3 separate regions of the Rattus norvegicus genome follow, and regions 2 and 3 are each linked to region 1. Evidence: chromatin contacts called from public Hi-C data. All regions are on one chromosome and are shown on one strand. The core of a region is the stretch at or near the end of the contact, and the rest is flanking DNA. Distances in the headings are between cores, read along the strand shown. Region 1 has its middle 34 kb from the start of Gatm. Region 2 holds the start of Afg2b (AFG2 AAA ATPase homolog B). Region 3 holds the start of Gatm (glycine amidinotransferase).

The links. Hi-C and Micro-C count contacts between places; a contact is called where the count stands out from the background.
Region 2: a contact with region 1 is called in a Hi-C map of Schwann cells, with 5 times the contacts expected there. The contact joins the promoter of Afg2b here to the enhancer-like site in region 1. A contact is called at or near these places in 12 of 12 Hi-C or Micro-C datasets (the A7r5 cell line, the Rat2 cell line, Schwann cells and 7 more) and 1 of 1 datasets of contacts at active chromatin or transcription factors (oligodendrocytes).
Region 3: a Hi-C map of liver shows a contact between it and region 1, with 5 times the contacts expected there. The contact joins the promoter of Gatm here to the enhancer-like site in region 1. A contact is called at or near these places in 2 of 12 Hi-C or Micro-C datasets (the A7r5 cell line and liver).

The regions. Positions count from the first base shown.
Region 1 is chr3:130,092,739-130,097,507 of GRCr8, reverse strand. No RefSeq gene overlaps it. Among named protein-coding and RNA genes, the nearest start is that of Gatm, 34 kb to the left of the region's middle. Within about 2 kb of position 1,892, at least 23 of the 93 cell types and tissues checked have an H3K27ac peak or open chromatin away from gene starts, as enhancers often do. A contact at or near this core is called in Schwann cells, kidney and liver, where this site is marked.
Region 2 is chr3:130,146,037-130,150,805 of GRCr8, reverse strand. Afg2b (AFG2 AAA ATPase homolog B) reads right to left here and starts at 2,464. Exons shown (of 8, transcript NM_001109647.1): 1 at 1,335-2,464; 2 at 396-581. The coding sequence starts at 2,408.
Region 3 is chr3:130,126,764-130,131,532 of GRCr8, reverse strand. Gatm (glycine amidinotransferase) reads left to right here and starts at 2,440. Exons shown (of 9, transcript NM_031031.2): 1 at 2,440-2,564; 2 at 3,732-3,950. The coding sequence starts at 2,496.

The DNA of each region.
Region 1 (4,769 bases), core at 643-3,142:
TATTTCATCTAATCTATTTTCAATTACCATTGATACCCATTTGTTGCTTAGACCTATAAAGTAAAAGGACTAAATAATAGTTATTTTACTATTATAATTATTATATAGTTATTACAGTTGTTCCATTCTAACTATGGTGTGGATAAAAATGAGGAATACAGAATAACATTAGAATAGTCAGTGAGGAATAATAACAAAATACTATGAAACTTAATTTATTATTATACCTAAGTGTGCATTTTTTTTTAAATATCTGGTGGCTGAGTTTAAGTTCTTTGTGCTTAGGGAAAATTCTGGAAATTATGCTTAGCTCCTTCCGTAGTGCTATGGGGTTTTTAAAAGCATAGCAATCTTTGACCCAGTTAATCTGTCTTTGAGAATTGCATCTGACAGTAGCTTAATTAGTACCTAAGTGAATGCAAACTTTGCAAACCTAGGCTAAAAACCTCTGGTGGGATAGCAAAAGTCCAAACCAGTTTTTCTACTACACTTCCTCCGAGCACCTACCTATCTATCCGTCCTCCCGTGGCTCCCTTCTCATGGTCAGTCCCTGTAACTCCTAAAACTGCCAGTCAGGAGCCGACTTGAGAGCCTAAGAACCATCCCTTGGTTCTATCTTCAGGAACAAATCTTCAGGAACAAAAAGTGTTCTTCAACTTGTCAGATGTATAGGGAATGACTTAATTCCTTTCTTCCCTCCTTTCTTTCTTTAGTTTTGTTAAACCATGAAAGAACACTGTGGGGCTGGGGCTTGAACTCACAGCTTTGTGGATACCAGGCAAGTGCTCTACCACTGAACTACATTCTCAGCAAATCTATGTCCTAGAATCTCATGGATCCTCTGTAATCACTTGCACAGTTTAAAGAACGAGTGTCGAGAAACCATGTAGATTTTACCAGCACTTCAGCACCTATCTATGCTAAAACGGTTTCCGACTCAGTAATGAGTGACAGACAGACAGTCTTAGGAACAAGGACCCAAGGAAGCCAGTTTTCACAGCACAGGAAGCGTTGCCTGTGGGTGTAGCTGCGTCTTCCTGTCCCGGGTTGGCTACATCCGTGGGGAGGGCCTGCTCTTTCTTTCTTCAACACAGATTAATGAGGGTGCAGCTCTGTCTCTTTGGACAGTGCAAATGATACAGCAACACGCCGATATCCGTTTCCTGTCTCATCTCCTACTTCGGAGAGAGATGTTTCTTTTTACTTGTGCACGGCTGCTGATAGGTCACAAAAGTCGGAGATGTTTAATCTGCGGCTCTCGGCTGCTATAGGGACAGAGTGGAAACTGCACAGCCACCGCTTCCACAGGCTCCGGGCCCCACTGTCATTGGCACTAAAAATTAATCTGGTGGCACATTTCCTGAAAACCTAGGGATCTAACATTCTTTAAAAAAAATGTCTAGTAAAAAAAAAGTAGAATTCTGACATTTTTTCCATAGTTTCTGACCAGAAAGATTGTCCTAAGAAAATGAGAAAGGTTCATTTATCATAAAGATGAACACGGTAACATGCTGGGGGGGGGGGGGCTATGACAAGAAAGAGCGTTTTTGTTATAAGGTGAGATATGAGCGTAAAGTGGGATGAGGTGGCTGCCAGACGCTGTTCCTGTTCCCTGATTTGGAGTTGAATTTAAACTTCTGCTTCTGAGTAAAACTATTTTGATAAGCTAAGCGTTCACAGTACTGCCATTCATTTAAAGGCAGCAGTCAACGATGGGACGACAGGCTGCCAAGGTCAGTGTGTCGTTGGCAGCAGAAAATGCAACTCAGCAGTGCCCACTGCCAGCCCTGCAGCCTGAAGAGTCTCTTGGAGCCTCCCGGGGCCTCTGCTCAGGCCCTTGACATCCACCACAGGAAAAGAGTCTGGATGAGTCAGCGGAGAGAAGTTAGCGAGCTTGCCCACTAAGCAGAAAGATCTGTCTCACTTAAAGAGAACCAAGCACAGGGGTTAGGAGAGGAGGAGCCAACCTAATTGCCTGGGCAGTAACTCCATAAGTGATATGGGGGGCGCTTAAGTTAATTAATCTGCAACTAAGTTTCCATATTGGGGAAATCATGTCCTGCCATCCCACTTTTCCACATCCTTGGAACTGTATCCATGAAGAAGAGGCTTTAAAAAGTCACATTGTATCAATTTCAGCTAGAGAAGGGCAAGCTGTAGAGACAAAAAATTTGCTCAAAGCCTCTAGTGACTTATTCATAAGTCACTAAGGGATTTATTTCAGGCATAGATCACTAACCTCTTTTAATAATCTCTTTTGTGACATATTACCTAAGAAAGGGGGTACAGTTCTTTTACAAGTGACCTGATTAATTTTGCTGACATTTTGGACAGGAGAGAGTAAACAAAACTGGAAGGGCAGGCTGGAGGAGATGGCCCAGCAGGTAAAATCTCTGGCTGCTCTTCCAGAGGTCCTGAGTTCAATTCCCACCAACCACATAACGACTCATAGCCATCTTAAAAAATGGGATCTGATGTCCATTTCTGTCATGCAGGCACACGTGCAAATAGAGCATTCATATGCATAAATAAATAATCTTAAAAGAAAACTGGAAGGATACTTCTTCTTTGATCCCTCTATTCCCTGTCACTGACTGTCTCAAATGTCACAGTTGGGTTTATTGTGCTTAAAGTCCAGGTCGGTGCAACTGCTGTGCTACTCTCGATTATATCTGGGGTGACTTCTGAAAATAAATTATGATTGCATTCAGTAAATATGAGAGAAGAAAATTAAAAGACTTGTTTTATTTAAAAATCGTGTAAGGATGTGACTTTGCTAGGTTTCTTGAAGCTCTCTGCATATCCCTGTATCTAAGTTCGGGCAGATTGCTCCTAACATGATGCTTGAAGCACGGGTGAACTCTGACTTCAGGTGGTGCGGAATTTTGGCCTGAATAACAGCCATGCATGTTCATTCCCATCCTCCTGGCAGACCATACATTAGCCAGTAAAATGAAGGAAGTGCTGTTTGTATCAGATAATAACTGCTGTAAAAGAATCCACATCTTTTGCTGCACCCCCCCCAGAACCCACATTTGGACCTCAGGGAAACCTCAGGAGACTGAACAATGAGAAGGGTACAGATAAGGGAAACTGGTCACTTTTGTTTCAGCTGGACTCTAAATACTCTAATCCAAATGGAACACTCTGGAATGTTACAATGAATAAAAATATATCAAGTGATTTGGAGCAATCCCAACCCACTGAAATTCTCTCAACTAGAACCTTTGCCCCCCCCCCCCAAGCTAATATTCTCCATCTGCAATGAAGTTTTTAGAGCCTTAACTTATCTGAAGTGTGTGAACAGACAGGCAGCCCTGACACATCCCAGGATTAGCACTGAAGGGAGCTGGGGGAATGGGGTGGATGTTTGTAACTCAGCACTTAGGAGGCAGAAACAGGAGGATTGCTGGAGATCCAATCCAGCCTGACCCAAAACAAAACCCCATCTCGCTAGAAGGCAGCCAGGCATAGAAAGTTCTCATCAAGAAAAGTTTCTGCATAAAATCTAGTTGTCCATCTTTTCCTGAGAATCTGACTCACCCAACCTGGGTCTAGGAAAATGTGGTGGTTTGATTCCAACTCCTCCATTAGGATGGAGATAGATCAAACAGGTCTTTCTGTGTATACTGTACTCACCAGTTTTATACCAACTTAATATCAGTTAAAGTCATTTTGGAAGAGGGGACCTCAGTTAAGAAAATACCCCACTGGACTGGTCTGTAGGCAGGCCTGTTCGGCGCTTTCATGATTGATGATCGACATGGAAGGACCCAGCTCATTGTGGACAGTACCACTCTTGAGCTGGTGGTCCTGGGTTCTATAAGAAAGCAGGCTGAGCAAGCCATGAGGAGCAAGCCAGTAAGCAGCCCCCTCCATGGCCTCTGCGCCAGCTTGGGCCTCCAGATACCAGCCCTGCTTGAGTTCCTGCCCTAGCATTCTTCAGTAATGGTCTTATATAGGCTGTGGGGTTCCTTCCTCAAGCTGTTTTTGATCATGGTGTTTCATCACAGACATAGATGTTAGCCCCTTTCCCCAAGAGTGAGAGTGAATAAGGTAGTTGATGACTGTCTTCTGAGATAACATTTAGCAAATGCTGGCCATTCCCCTGGCTTGGGTATTGGCTTATTTCTTTCCAGACATCCCAGGGACTTCCTCTGGCACCATTTTACATCGCTTGACGGTTGTTAAGAAAATATTACTGAGGTGCCTGTCACTCAGCAGCAAGGCACAGAGTCCCTGCCCAGTGGGGAGCTGCAGCACCTAGAGCAGGTGGAACACAGTCTGCTCTGTGGCTTTAGGAAGGAGGATGTGTACATACCCGCAGCCTGCAAATACATCACAGCCTGAAAGATGAATTTCCAGTGCTCACAACCAAACCAGTACTCTAGAAGGGAGTTTTGGAGGAGTTGCTGTGCTTTTCCAGGGATCCACAAATGCTAAAGAACTGGCCTCCAAAGAGTGGAAACTTGGCATGCCCATCGCTTTAGGGCAGCCTCGGATTTTCCACACAACAAGAGGAGGACCTGGGTCCAGCATTTATGATTTCCAGTAAAGGCATTTTGGAAGAGACTATAAAGATTTGAATTCAGATTACCCTAGTTACCGAGTAATGTTACAGACCAACTGTTAAGCGATTGATGCCATTACAATCAATCCTGGGGACAACGGATCATCATGTGTGCCTTCCCAAACATTTTCCTTTAATGGGGCTGCTTCTCTGCCAAGGCCGCTGACAGCTCTGTAGGGTGAACTAGGAGCCGTTCTGC
Region 2 (4,769 bases), core at 1,215-3,714, 53 kb before region 1:
ATCTGTCTAATTATTCTGAGGGACACTGTGTTTCCTGGCTGCTCCAGGCTCTAAAGTTACTGTGGCAGTGAGGAAAAGTCGCCATGAAGACTTTCCTGGAAGGCTCAGCCATTTATCCTCATCTTTAGTCATCTTTAGTCATTTATGTATGTGGAGTTGAGATGTTAAATATATTTGAGATTATATTTGTATTCTTACACACACACACACACACACACATAGAGAGAGAGAGAGAGAGAGAGAGAGAGAGAGAGAGAGAGAGAGAGAGAGCGAGCTGTGGAACCTACCAGCCATACCAAGGAATGAATGTACTTACCACCTTTTTTAACCCCACATTAATCTGTCATAGAAATCTGAAAGATTATCATAGCTGGTAACAGGTGAACACTTCCTACCTTTTCATTCTTGAGAAGAGCACACGTGGCAGCCTCCCTACAGAGTGCTGTCAGGTCAGCACCGACATAGCCAACTGTCATTTCTGCCAGCAGGCCTAAATCGATATGACTGGAGATGGGCATCTTTGAAGTAATCACTCCCAGAATTGCCTCTCTCTGTTTAAGTGTGGGAGTTCCAATGATCACCTACAGGCAAAGCAAAAAACCAGAGAACTTAGAAGTAAACAACTTAAAATCTTTAAAAGCATCCTCACCAATATGTACAGACACTCAGCAAACCTTTCTGGAACTTATACCGTGAACTTCTAAGCGCACCTTATTATAAATATAAGAAAATTGTCCAGTGGAACAACAGTAGCTGCGGATTTCCACAATGAAAACTCTATACTTCACTGAAGAAGTCTTTGTTGTTTTTTGAGAACACACTAAGTTCTGGCAGTCAGGGCTCAAATAACAGAGTAGATAATCTAGGTCCTTGTTCTGTGGAATCGGGGCCCTTTAATAGATGGTGCAAGGAAGAAATTCACTCAAGTCCTAAAAAGACTTAAGAGAATCCTACCACAACATTTAAATTTTATTTAATTACTAACAATTCCTTAGAAATTAGAAAGAAAAATCACTTGACCAAAGGCTCCTGAGAAAGAGCCCTGACAACTTAGGGAAGTCAACTGTAGGAGAGAAGCTGGTATCCTGACAGGAACGAATACATTTTGGGGCTAATGCCGTTTTTTTATTTACCTTCTCTTACTGTGACCATGTTCTCATCCCAAAGGCTGTTTCGGTTTAATATGCTTGCAACAGGCTTAGTTACTTCAACAAAAATGACCATCCTGCTTCCCAGAACAATTTGAACACTGGTTCTGGCTCGCATATCACAAGTGATCTATAAATCCTGCCTGACCCAAATGTCCAAAAAAGCGGAGCTTCCAAGAATTTTACCTCTCTGTCAAACCTCCCCGGCCTGCGAAGCGCTGGGTCTAACTCGTCTGGCCGGTTGGTGGCTCCCACGACCACAACCTCCCGGTCCCCGTGGATACCGTCCAGCAGCGTCAACACCTGGGCCACCACGCGGCTCTCGGGAGCTCGCTGGGGGCCGCCTCTCCGGGGACACAGGGCGTCCACCTCGTCCAGGAAGAGGAGGCTGGGCCCGCGGCTGGCCAGCTCCTGGGCGCGCTGGAAGACGCGCCGCACATTCTCCTCGGTCTCTCCGGGCCGAGTGCCCTGCAGCGCCGGGGCGCTCACCGCCAGCAGCTCGGCGCCCGCCTCTCGCGCCACGGCCCGCACTAACTGGGTCTTGCCCACTCCCGGGGGTCCCGCCAGGAGCACCCCGCGGGGCACCGCCAGCCCCAGTGCGGCTAAGGCGAGCGGATAACACAGCGGCAGGCGGAGCAGCTCCCTTAGGGAGTCGGCCGTCTCCGACAGGCCCCCAAGGGTCACCTCCCCCGGAGGCTCGACCTGTGGCGGAGGTTTGTCGCTGAGCGTGATGCGGGTGTGCGGTGTGACCCGCCCGGCGGGCTCTGGGTCCGGTGTCCCGCTCACCACGTGCAGAGCTGCTACAGGGCCCGGGATACCGGGAGGGGTGGCCACCACGTGTCCTCGCGACACCGGCCGGTTGCGCAGCAGCTCCTGCGATACCTCCAGCACCGCGTCGGAACTCGGGGCTCCCGCCTGCGGCCGCAGCACGGGCCACACCTCTAGGCGCCGCAGGGGCGGACAGGACACCGGTTGCAAGCGGTCCATACTGATCCTCCCCGCAGCTGCCGCGGCTCCGGGGCTAGCGCACTGCAAGTCTAACTGCACAAAGCCGTCCGCCCCGTCGCGCCGTGGCCAAGCTGTGCAGAGGCAGCAGCCCCCGGCGGGCAACGAGATCCTCATCGGCGAGCCCAGGCGCACGCCCAGGCTGCGGAAGGCGGCCGGTCCTAGGCGGCAGCGCTGGGTGCCCCGGTCCCGGGGATCCACAGGCAGCAGCTTCAAAAATTGTCCGTCGGGGAAGGGCCCGGAGTCCGGAGCCATGACTAGGAGAACCACACCAGGGAGAGCCCGGCAGCAATTCACCCGGCTGCCGGATGCAGGCGGCGCGCATGCGCCATGGAGGAACCAGCCATTGATTGACGGTCGAAAGGACTTCTGGGAAAGTGAGAAAAGCCTGGGTCTCGGTAAACTTAAGATGCCTGGTTGTTGGTCCCAGAGCCTCAAGGAAAGGTCTCTGCTGGCAACAGACAAAACATCCTATGGCTGCTCCATTAGGCCATAAGAGTTTTCATTTGGGGAAGTAAAACGACTTAAGGAAACAAAACCATGCTGCTAACAAGGTGTAACCTGTTTACAGGTATAATAAACAACGTGTAAATAAAATACCTGCCACGTTAATCATGATGCTCGCATCTTATGAAATATCTTTTATTCTTGTTCCAAAAAGCTTTGAGCATCTGCACATGGGAAAAAAGACATAATAAGGCATGATAACCATCTTCAATACGTAAAGGGACATATGTAAAAGTTAGCGTACTTGTGGATAGCTGTGGTATAGAACGGAAACGGAAGTTTAATGGGGTGATCTTCAGAGGTTTTTCTCTTATGCATGGTCGCATGAAAGGTACAGCCAATGGTCATAACCAGCGCCAACTGAGGCAATTAGAGCTAACTTATGCTTACAGGTTTCTGCACTGGTTTAAAACAGAGGTAGAGAGGTTAAGCTAGTAGGGATATGGTGTGGAGGAGAGTACATGTTGTTTTGTGTTGCATGGAGAGATTGATCCCTTTCAGGACCAGACTAAAATTCTCTGACCTTAGCCAAGAAATAACGACTTCCCCACTACAACAACCATTCCCCTCCTTGTGTCACAAATATCAAGAAGGGATTCTGTTCGTGGGCCCTCAACTCTCTTTCACTCATTCTCAGTAGAACTATAGATTATCTTTCCCAGGCAGCCTTAACCCATCATGCTCCTCTAAGTCAAACCATTTTCAACGCATTGCCTCAGTCATCCGTATATTTGAATTCATCATACCGACAATGACATAGTCTTGTAAGCAACCATTCTAAGCTGGCTGTTATGGGTCATACCTGTATCCCAACGTTTGGAAGCCTACGTAAAGATTATCACAATTTCCAGCTCAACCTGTGCTACATAGTAAGGTCTAGGCAAGCCTAAACAAGACTCAAAAACAAACACAAAAGTCTCAAAAAAAAAGCCGGAAGAATACCTTGAAAAGAAAAACAGCATAATAACAGTTCGGTGGTCCTTTTGTTGGTTTATAGGACTCCAAATTGGACAATTTTATGAGCACCATTTAAAGCACTAAATGCATTCACCACTAGAGGGAGGCCAGAACCAGCAAATGAAGGCTATGGGCCCTTGGAGGATAGGACATTTGCAACTGAGGCTAGATTTTCCTCAGGATTCACACACTCACTTGTATGAAACTGTCTGAACTCTCTCTGTATTCTTATTATATTGTCAGGCTATTCTAAAAAAAACCCACAAGCTGTTCAGGTTATAATAAGCAATAGCAAATTACTTTTTTCCATTAAAAAAATGTGTGATTTTGTGTGGTATGCATGCAGGTGCCCATGGAGCCCAGAGGCATTGGCTCCCTTGCAGCTGCAGTTAAAGATGTCTGTAAACCACTCTATGTAGGTGTTGGGAACTAAACTCTGCAAAACAGCAGTGTGTACTCTTAACCCCTGATTCTTAACTCTTAACTCTCCAGTCCCATTAAAGATTTTATTTATCTTATTTTATGTGTATGAGTGTTTTGCCTCCATGTACATAAGTGCATGACTTGAATACAGATCTTAACTTCTTACCGTTTAGGAAACAAAGATGTAGATGCTGGCTGGCTCAGGACAAGTGAGGACCTACGTCCTACTTCAAGTACCTTTGCAGTCTCCCCTTAGACAATGGGAGAGAGCCTCTAATTCTCCTGGGTCTACTCTATAGTGACATTGTCATAGCTATTCTTAGTTGTCAACTGGGAAGAAGGAATTGCTTCAATCAGATTGACCTAGGGGTATGTCTGTAGAGGCATTTTCCCCAATTGCTAATTGCTAGAGGAGGGCTTATTCCACTAGAGGCGTTACTATACTTAGCAGGGAGGCTTGGACTCTATGAGAAGGGGTTGTTAAGGAAGCCAGTAAGCAGCATTACTCTACGAGCTCTGCTTCAATTCCTACCTCTAGGTTCCCGCCTTGAGCTCCTGTCCTGGCTTCTTGTCAGGAGCCATCTAGGAAACCCTAAAGTTTTCTGGAGATGGCTATGATGAGTAAGCTCTGAATTGCAGGGCCTCCAGATATTTTTATCCCAGGATTGCTTCATGCTAGTGATATGCCTTTTCCTGTCAATGTCACATAGCTTAATGGTTCCTGGGCAT
Region 3 (4,769 bases), core at 1,191-3,690, 33 kb before region 1:
TTGTCTGGCATCAATAGAAGGAAAGGCCCTTGGTCCTGTGAAGGCTCGATTCCCCAGTGTAGGGGAATGCCAGGGCAGTGAGGTGGGAGAGGGAGCACTCATAGAAACAGGGAGGATGTGAAGGGGGGTTCTGGAGGAGAAACTGGGAAAGGGGATAACATTTGAAATGTAAATACATAAAATATCCAATAAAAAAGACATACAGTTGCCAGTCCAATGGTTGGCTGTGAGCATCTGCCTCTGTATTGTCAGACTTTGGCAGAGCCTCTCAGGAGACAGCTCTAACAGGCTACCCCATAGGAAGAACAACAATATCAACCAACCAGACCTCCCGGAGCTCCCAGGGACTAAACCACCAACCAAAGAGTACACATGGAGGGACCCATGTACTGTTAATTACTGTTTACATTTATATGGAAAAAGAAGAAAAGAAAGGCAGTTTTCCCGGTGTCTTCCATTCTCTCTGGCTTACACTCCTTTCGCCTCCTCTTCTGTAGAGCCTTGAAGACAGGGATTTGATGGATTTCTTTTCCCATCTAGGGTCTCAGTGCCCCGTGCCCCCGCACCTCCCGGTCCATTCCATCTAGGACCAAGTTTTCTGAGGTTTCTCATTTTCTGCATAATGGCTGGCTCTGGGTGTCTGTATTTGTTCCCTTCTACTGCCGCGGAAGCGTCTCTGGTGGTGGCTGAGCAGGGCAGAGTACAGCAGGATGCCATTAGGAGTCAGATAATAGTGTTGTACCTTTCCTATGCATTCTAGCTGTAAAAAGATACCTTAGTTACCTTATTTGAACTCCAGCGTTACATCCCCCCCCCCGATTTTATTTTCTAAATCCTCAAAAATAGTAAAGTGCAGGGAGGATGGTTTGATTTGCTTTTGTAGCTGTAGGACTGTTGTGCGGGGCTAGCTCTCTCCTACTCTGTTTCCCTCCTGGATTCCAAGAGATAAAGGTGTCTGTCCATTTGACTCTAAGGGTTTCCCATGATCTAAAACTAAATGGCACCCTAACCTCATTCTAGTCAGAGGCTCTTTAGTCAGACACTTCTACACTTTCAAAATAAAAATGTCTTTAATAAAGGATAGGCGGTGTTTTCAGATCTCTGACAGAATGGAAACCAAGCTGAGTGAAAGTCTTCTTGTGTGAATTTGCCCGCAGTTGTTTGAAACAGAGTATCAGATAGAACAAGCCGCCTGGGAATTGGTACGTAGACTGAGCCCCTGTGCCGGGTCTATAGGGCTTGTGGTGCGGTTTGGTTTGATTGGTTTGGTTGTTTGGCTGTTTTAAAATGCATGCTGGGTGAGCACCCCCCTAATAAACTATAACCTTAACCTTGACCATCTTTTTAAATTGCTTTACTGACAAGGGTACATGGCTGGTCACCCTAAGTATACCCAGAGACATAGCCCCCAGAGTTGATTGTGTCCTTCTATTGGGTAAAAGTGCTTTTTTAAGTTTTGAGAAATTCTTGCGATTCCCCAAAGCCCTCACTAGCAGAAGGACCTTCATTAGAAAGGTCAAGGGTTGTGAGTTCAAGCCGCACAACATTTTAGGAGCAGAGCTAAGATAGGAACCTAGACTCACTGGCTCCCTTCACCATACAACTCTTAGAGCCGCCTAGACTTTCCCGGCACTGTTTATTTTGGTTTCTGGCTAGCTCATGAACCAGGGACAATCAATGCTACCGTTCTCAGTTTCTAGAAAACACAACACAGAGAGGCCTACTGCGCTCATCGTACATGCCTATAATCACAGGATACAGGACAATGGAGGGACGGAAGCCAGATTGGACTACACAGACAGGCAAGAAGTACTCAAATCTGCCCCTTCTGTTAGGAAGTGACATGTTATTCTCGAGTTTTAGTTCTACTAATCCAGTTAAGGGAACTACTTTGCAATCGAGCACCCAAGTCATGTCGAAAGGAGCCTTTGAAGATGTGCTTCGAAAGGAGAAGCTAATTGCAACCCTCCCTTATTACTTCCGATTTATTATTATCTGTCTGTTTTCATAATTGAGTTTCTCAAAGCAGGGGCACCTAGCCAAAGACCATTTGAAAAGGTCAGTGTTCTACACAGGATCAGGTCTCAAAAGTTGGAAACTAACACGGGTCGTTTCACTCAGCGTTTACTTGGAGTTCTGGGTCAGTGCACACATCTAAACTTAAACTAAATCCTTAGGGTTTGCCCATTCAGGTCGCAAAATGGACTTCCAACAAGATAGACAAACGAATCGTCTCGGCTAGGCAGGCATTGGACAGCCAGCCTTCTTGTGGGTCTTCGAGGCTGCTGACCCGAGCCTGTCCGGGAGGCACGAACTAAAAAAGGGCAATCCCCGGGACGTGACCCGCGGACGCCACGGCCACCTGTTCCTGGCAGCCAATGGGCCGGGCTCTGGGCGCGGCTACAAAAGCAGCGCGCGCGGCCGCAGGCTGGGAGCTGGCGCGAGCTTGGCGACTAGGACCTTGTGCACACAGAGCAGCAGCAGAAACCGGGGCGATGCTACGGGTGCGGTGTCTGCGCGGCGGCAGCCGAGGCGCCGAGGCGGTGCACTACATCGGCTCTCGGGTGAGTGCCTACGCGGCCTCGGGACCTCTGCGGAGTGCAGGGTGGGGCCCAGAGGGAGGCTGGACACCCCAGCAGGACAGTGGCATGGTCTGGGTTCCGTGGCCAGTGAGGTCGTTTTCTGGGAAGATGCATGTGAAGGGATGAAAGGTGCCTCCAGGCCGGCTCCAACTGAAACATGGATCCCCGGGCTTTACAGGGGGAGTTGGAATGAGTCCATCCTGTGCCCCACCCCGCTGCTCCGCTAGGCCCTCTGCTTCCTTGGGATATCCGAGCCCATGCCTGCAGACCCTCCCTTGCTCCTTGACAGGAATAGCTCTGGCAGATGAGTTCTGCCAGCAGCTGGTTCTTGAACAGCTGTCACTCGCGCTCTTGTTTTGGGTCTCCACCCTTGGGTCCCTACAGCCCCCTCTAGGGGGATTTTTAACAGCCTGATAGAGATTTGGGGGCGGGGTGAGGTTTGCACAATGGGGTGGGTGAGGGAATCTTCTCTCTCTAGGTTATACAGGCCTGCATTAAAAGAGAGACAGACGGGGACGGGGGGGGGGGGCTTCGGGGAGGGGAGAGGTTTTTAACATGTTTAGATTGATTTTTAATGTTTAAATTCTGTGCCTGTCTGGGTTAATCCTTATGGTACAGATGACAGTCATTCTCTGATATAAAATTAAAAAAAAAAGTGAAGTATATGTCAGAGGTTATGTCAGAGGTTAAAAAGCGTTGGAATTGCTTGTTCTGGAAGATAAGGTCTTTACAGAGTCCATGTTATTATTTACAGTAAAAAAGAGCTCAGTTTTGGTAACTTTCCTGACCAAGAAAGAAAGACTTCTCCTTCAGTTGGACATTGCCGGGACTTACTGGGCACTTCCTCAGGGAAGAGGATGGCCTATCTTCTAAGAAAGTTTCTGAAAGTCAGTTTGCAGAAACTTTGAAATAGAGATGGGGAAAGTAGTGTCTGGGAACCAGATCTTTCTGGGAGTTTTAAAAAAGTTACAGCATGTGACACAAACAAAAACAGTCTATAATCAACAAAAAGTTATGTGTTTTTTTAATCACCCCAACCCCCTCTGATAGTCAATATCTTGGGGTCTCCTAAAGTAGGTATCTGTGTTATTCTGATTTTAACCACACACCTTGTTTGTTTGTTTGTTTGTTTGTTTGTTTGTTTGTAAGCTTGGAGGATCCTTAACAGGATGGGTGCAGCGAACTTTCCAGAGCACCCAGGCAGCTACAGCTTCCTCCCAAAATTCCTGTGCAGCTGAAGACAAGGCCACCCACCCCCTGCCCAAGGACTGCCCTGTCTCCTCTTACAACGAATGGGACCCTTTAGAGGAAGTGATAGTGGGCAGAGCTGAAAATGCCTGTGTCCCACCATTCACAGTGGAGGTGAAGGTAAGCCCAGAGTAGCATGGGTCTAGAAGCAGGTCCTCAGCGTCTGCAGCCTGAACTCTGCTAACCGCTCTCCTCTGAAACCGCTTCCACTCCACTGGGGCAGGGGAGTGATTTTTAAGGTATTTTGCATGATACCTTCAGTATTTGGTATTTACAATTTTCTTCCTTCTTGAAACCTCTCTAGGAGTTCAGAACTTTCCGGGGAAGCTATTCTTTGGTTATTCCTCCATATTATCCTTCACAGCGTCGTAGTCTCTGGTCTTACTTTTGCCCAGTACTCAGAGCCATCCTCACAGCTTCTGGCCCCTCCTCACTCCAGTCCAGACCAGTCCCCCACTTGCCATCTCATCCAGATCTACACTAGGAACTCCCCATCGGATATTGCCACAGGACCTCACACTTGGCACAGCTAGAATTTCAGTTGCTGTTCTCCTCTAAGCCAAAGCCTTCATCTCTTCCTTTTACTATTTGTCAGTCTTGTTTAATCAAACCAAAACTCCAGCGATCTTTGATTTCTCCTCAGTCACATCCTCCGCATCAAGAATCTAATCCTTTCTGTGGAAAGGAAGCTTGCCCCGTGCCTCACCCTCTCCCCCAGGTCTGGAGCTCATCCCCTCCCAGACTGTTCGCTCCCAATGGCCCCTCCCCAGACTGTATCCCAGTTGCTGTTGGGGCAACTTGTTTCAAACACACATTTGATCCTGTGACTTATTGTGCTCTCATGGTTCCTCTGCTTTCCCAACTCTCTCCTTCCATTACTGAAGATAAAGCCCTCCTGGCATTCAGGTTTCTTCACAAGCTGCCTCTTTGCAGCTCCAA